2 separate regions of the Zea mays genome follow, and region 1 is linked to region 2. The links are chromatin contacts, called in public Hi-C maps. All regions are on one chromosome and are shown on one strand. The core of a region is the stretch at or near the end of the contact, and the rest is flanking DNA. Distances in the headings are between cores, read along the strand shown.

Region 1 (2,812 bases), core at 207-2,706, 190 kb before region 2:
ATGCATGTCAAGAAATAAATTGATTCATGTGATTTATCTGATTGAAAAAATTAGGTACCTTAGATTCAATAATCAAGCAAATTTGTTAGCACTAATTATGAAGAAATGCACAGTGAATACAACAGCGATTAAAACAAAAGGAAGACCTGCCGGATACAACAACAATTCAAAATTCAGAAAATCACAGCTTCGCTTTACCTGCGCATTTACTACTGATCTCAATATATGCTCCCTTTTCATCCTCTCTACCTCTGCCCTCTTCTCAGCGACAGATACCCTGAGGCTGGCAATCCTCTCCTCGACCCCGTACAAGGATTTCTTTGCACCCAACAAAACCAAAAACAACAAATCGTCATCAGCACTTCAATTCGATCAGTTCGTCAACCAGAACAAGATAGACGCCCCCGTGACGGCCGGGCCTATGCAACCCCTCACCTCTGCAGCCGCCGCCTTGGCCTTGCCTGCTGCCTCAGCCCGGGCGTTGAGGAACCTGTACTGGAGGTACGAATTGTCCATCAGCCGCAGCAGGTGCACGTCTTCCTGCTTCCCCGCAACCTTCCTGCCCCCCAGGATCGCCGCCTTCTTCAGATCAGCTACCTTCGGCCCTTGCGGCTGTGGTGGCCTCCCTGCCGCCGTCAACTTCCCAGCCATCGCCGTTGAGATTGACAGTGCCGAGTTGAGCGAGCGGTAGCACAGTGGGTTGGACGCCCGCGAGGATCCGCCCGACTCCGGCACCGACGAGCAGAGCTCTGACGAAAGGCGTCCACCGCGGCAGGACGCTGGGCCCAGCAGTGGCGGGCTCTCGCACGGCGCGGCTGGAGCCATCCCGAGCGCCCGATCCGCCTCAGACAGGTCAGTGGCCGTGGACGACGTATCAGACGAAGAGCAGCAAGAGGCGGTGTCGGAATCCACTGCGCCGGAAGCCGGGCAGGAGCCAGCACGCGCGGGCGTCGGAAGGCGCGGGTACCCCCTCCGCGCGGTGGGTGCGGCCGGCCCGCTGGTGGAGCGCGGGAGCGGCCGCGGAGTAGCTGCGGGCACGGCGGAGGAGTTGGAGCTCACCGAGGCGCGCGGGTTGCCGGCGCCGATTTCCTCGAAAAGCTTCTGGACGGCCCGCCGGCGCGCAACGGTGCCCGTGGGAGGCGGCGGCGGGGGTGGGTGGTTCTCGTTGGCGAAGGGCGTGACCGCCCGCTGCCGTCCACGAGGCGACGGCGTCGGCGACGGGGAGCGCGACCGCGTGGAGGAGGCGGTGGAGAGGCGCGGGGTCGAGGGGACGGGCGTTGAGAGGTACCGGGAGCTGACTTCCCTTGCGCGGCGGCGAGGACGGGGCGCAGTCGTCGTCAGGACGGGCGGAGGGGGCGGCGGCGGCATCAGGTCCGCGCTGTGCGACGGCGGGCCTGCGGCGGCGGCCATGCCGGATAGATAGGATCGGGATTGGAGCGGACGAGAGGCCGGAGAGGGTGTGGCCGTCGAGGGAGAGCGGGATGGATTTTCGGGAGAGACGGGTACAACGGCTAGTTTCGAGGGAAGCGGGTTTAATTGCGGCCGCCTGCCGGCAGGGGCTTAACGGTTCGCACGGCCGCGACGGGGGAAGGACCGAATCTCTGTTGTGTTAGCTTTGTTTTCCATATCATGGCCCACAAAGCCCAAAAGTGCTTTACCTTGGGCCGGAAAGCCATTTGAGGCTCACTGTGGGAACGGCGGAGGCCGTTGAAGAAGAGAGCGAGGTGAAACCCGTTCTACGGCCCCGAACCTTTTCGTTCACAAGCGTTTTCATTCGAAGCCCCAAACAAAAAACAGCACAGTTTTCTTCTACCTACACTTCTGGACCGGTTTCATTCTATCTACATTTCTGAACCAAACAAAAAAAAACAACATCATTCTTGTTAAGTAACACTAGTTAGGGTTATATGGGCAAAAACCGACTTTGCCCCTGAAGAATCTCACATCTCCATATAAGGAACATGTATATCCCTTCATAATACAGAAAGATGAGAAAGAGCAACCATATATCATATGTCTCGTAGGTTTCTCTGTCATGCTTATTGGAAGGGAGACGAGTACTCTACAACTTTTCGCGCCTAATCTGCTGATGGGAGGGAAGGGAGCGGATCTGGTGATCCGTGGTAACGTAGTTCTCAAAACGTTATCAGCACGCTCTACCTCAACATTGCTGCGGATTCGATCGGCACCGACTCTCCACCACGCCGGTAGGTCTCTGGCCTAGCCGAACTGTCCTACACGATAGGCTTCGATTTTCTCTCTACGCAATTGAGCGGTACGTATTTATGAGTAAATTGAATCTGTTCAACACAGCGCGTTCGTATTGAGGATCAAAGAAGAGAATCTCGGACAGATTCAGAGGAAGAAAAGTGGAAAATAGAACCAGCAGCAGCACGGCGGCTCACCAGCAACACTCAGTGGTCAGTGCGGTGGTGGAGCCACGCGAGCAGAGAGGCGCCCACGCGCACACAAGACGGGAGGCAGGACCCGCACGCTTAATAGCGGTGCTCACAACACACAGCGGAAGCCGTGGCGGCCTGACGCCTCTTGCCCCGAAGGCCATGGCGGCCGCCACTTCTCTCAGCGCACAAATCCACCAACATTGGCAGTCTTCTCGGCGTCCAGCCGATGTGCATGAGGCGAGTTCGAACTCTGCCGCCACTATCAGGCTCACGCCGGGGTTGTGCCACACCAGAAGCTGTGGAGGGGCCGGGTCCCAGAACTCCAGCCTCGGCCCACGTGCGCGTTCACGCGAGTACGCAACCTCGTGTGGCCTTCCCTGCACTGATGCCGTCGCTCGACAAGAGTAGGT
Region 2 (3,210 bases), core at 564-3,063:
ACGTTACCTAGGCTCAGATACTCACTGGCATGTCTTATAAAGGTATAAACCATCATTTTGTTTGTTACGCGCCTGGAGGAATTTGTGCAGGTTTTTACAACAAATATTTGGATTAGTTTGAAGAACTCTATACTACAGGCCATAACCATACCTATGAAACATTAAATAGCTAGGTGCATAAGAAACACACTATTTAGTTGCACCAGGTTACCATACCTCTACTACTGTTCTAGCTGTTTCAATATCTGTCAGCAACAGGTCCTTCTTCTTTGGACGTTCTTTAACTTCTTCAAGAGGGTGATAACCCCGATCTCTCGTGTACTTTGAATCTGGCATTGAGTCTGAATAATCAGCAGCCACGCGAACCTTGATTAGGGATGAGTCTTGATCAGTTTGCAGCCACCAGGGCTGAATTGATCCAAAAGGGTTTCGGCAGCGGAAACTGCAAGAAATGGTTGCAGGTGTTAGATTCGAAATGCAAGAAAGCCATTGAGAGTCAGTCACGATAAGGATTGGAAGGACCTTAGATTAGATAGGTCATGAAATCTTCGGGTGTCAAATGGGGTTTTAACCCAGCTTAAGGTGGCTCCTGACGCCATTGAACACTTTTCAGCAGAGGCCACTGAATGAGTTCTGCAAAAATGAAAACGTAATTGTTAGGCCAAAAAATGCGGATTGCTCAGGTACTTAAAATACTCTTTTCAAGGAATATGTACATAATATGGATGATTCTGCATGGATGGTATTTCTCCAGTCTTGACACAATTTAAACATGCTGCTATGTACCAGATCAAACAGATGTTACTAGTATTCTCAAAGAAAATGATACACAAGAGGGTACCGATGACAAAAGAAAGGGTTAATTTCCTTTTCTGAAAAAGAAAAAATGGCTAAAAATTCATCTGTTTCAAAGGAAGGGAGCATAACTAATATCTGTACCCTCTCCAACATTGAGCACAATATGTTATTCGGTTATTGTGTTGATTATCAATCAAATGCAGCTGGCTGACCAATGAGGCCTACTCGGATTAGAACACGTAACATGGTAAAGTGCATCCAGATGGAAGAAAAATTAGGTCTTCGTGAACACCTTCCTTCAAAGAAGTTAGGCATATCACTATTTCCTGCCCTGGATAATGGCAGAGTTCTAGTCAGATGAACCGGGATAATCCGCTGAGGGAAACGAGACACTTGTGAATGTGCAAACCACTCATGTTCACAAAGATCACATCGAAACCGAACCCAAGTTATGTTATGTTTAGTCCATCCGGCCTAATTCCTCAGTACCTTGTACTGACGGTGGGACCAGATCAGAGCACTTTACCAACTGAAGCCGTTGCAATTACCGTCACACTGCAAATTTGTAACAAACTAATACCAAAGCGATTCAACCGAATTCTCCAATCAATCAAGACTATATAGTTCAGTGAGCAACCGCATGCGAACTGCACTGGTCACGGAACAGGTATCCTCTGTAGCCTGTTCTTCAAGCCAAGCATCATTATAAAGTATAAACTAGTATGGACATTTAAAAGGAAATAAACCAGTATGGACAGTTAAAAAGGAAGCAGTAGACATCTCGGGGACGCCAACCCTCGCAGCGCAACCAGATTGGATACGGGAAGGGCGAGGTCAGCGGCGCTCACCTGCAAAACCAAGGCTGGCCACCTGAAACGAGAGGAAAAAACAAGGGCCGCAGGAAGGATCAGGCGGAGCAGAGCAGAGCCGCAGCGTGCGGCGGCGAGAGCGGCAACCCCCTGCCTCTGCTGCAGGACGGCGGAACACCCCAGGGAAGACGGATCACCGCGCAGACTAGTCTGGCTAGCGACTTCTCTGCCTGTCTTGTCCTGCGCTGCTCTCTGCCCGGTTCCCCCTCTTCCCTTTGGGACCACCGAGAGAGCAGCCGCCAACTCAGTAGCCCAGGGCCCTTTTGGTAATTTGCGCATCCTACACGCACAGCGCAGGGCAAGCTTTCATCACGATTAGAACATTTTTCGTTATAGTCAGGTTTATTTAAATGCACTAGAGTTAATAGTTAGTTGGTTAAAAATATATTTTATTAATAGAATCATATGACACCGTGATTTGATTTAGCTACGTATTTTGTTTGGTTCACGTCACTAACAAAATCAAATAGCTGAAATTGGATTACAGAGCTGAAGGAGCGGTAACAAAAGTGTATGTCTCATATCTGATTACTTTGTATTCGGTTACACAACTGGCCGGCACCAAACAAAATCTGACAGAAACACTTACAGCTAAAATCGAAATACGTTATAATTACACGAACCAAATAACACCTTAATTCAATGCTTTATCTTGAAATATAGAACTTAACTAATAAAAATAGATCCAATAATAAAAATTTTTATTAAAAAATATGACAGGATATGAAGTGACAAATATAAACACCTTAGATTAGTGCCATATTCTTATTTTCAACATCATTCTCAAACTTTCCTTTTTAGTGATGTAATCTATTTTTTTAAAATACAAATTTAAAGATTAATTTATTTATTCTTAGTGTCTTAAACACTTTAAATTATACAATATTTAAATTTTTATGTCACTATTTTAAGGACAAATATGCTCTTATAGTAGAAATCCTTTTTAATGATGTAATCTATTTTTAAAATACAAAATTTAAAGATTAATTTATTTATTCTTACTGTCTTAAACACTTTAAATTATACATTATTTAAATTTTTAGGTCACTATTTTAAGGACAAAATATGCTCTTATATTAGAAATTCTTCTCTCGATTTTCACTAACACCGGCTATAAAAAAGAAAAAAAATGGTACCAGGTTTGAAGACAATTCTACCACTAGAGCCTCTGGGCCTTTCATAATTAACTTTTTCATTTTCATTTTTAAAAGCTCTATGTGAAGATGGGGGAATGATAATGCGATTAAGGTCCTGTTTGTAAGCACATGTTTTTAATAAACTGGTTTTTATAAACTAGAATGGTTCCAAACATACTAATTTATAGAAATCGAATTTTCAGTTTCTTAAAAACCAGAAAGCTAATCTTTCATAGCTAAAACCAGCTTTTGTTTATTCAATTACATCATGACATTGTTGGTTTCATGGAATTTACATCTTTTGCCATCGCTTTTTAAAATAGAGGAAGTATATGCTAGTAATTGTTGTTTAAAAACTAGAAATTTGTTTCTTAGAAATTGAGTTCTAAACATCGGTACTCATTTTT

The links. Hi-C and Micro-C count contacts between places; a contact is called where the count stands out from the background.
Region 1: a Hi-C map of leaf shows a contact between it and region 2, with 8 times the contacts expected there. The contact joins the promoter of LOC100275865 here to the promoter of LOC100278323 in region 2. A contact is called at or near these places in 10 of 25 Hi-C or Micro-C datasets (bundle sheath, endosperm, leaf and 3 more) and 1 of 3 datasets of contacts at active chromatin or transcription factors (leaf).

Annotation. Positions count from the first base shown.
Region 1 is chr3:171,683,964-171,686,775 of Zm-B73-REFERENCE-NAM-5.0, reverse strand. It overlaps LOC100275865, which reads right to left and starts at 1,456. Exons shown (of 6, transcript NM_001371520.1): 1 at 436-1,456; 2 at 199-318. The coding sequence starts at 1,410.
Region 2 is chr3:171,498,040-171,501,249 of Zm-B73-REFERENCE-NAM-5.0, reverse strand. It overlaps LOC100278323 (Pentatricopeptide repeat (PPR) superfamily protein), which reads right to left and starts at 1,813. Exons shown (of 13, transcript NM_001151636.1): 1 at 1,647-1,813; 2 at 523-633; 3 at 217-442. The coding sequence starts at 599.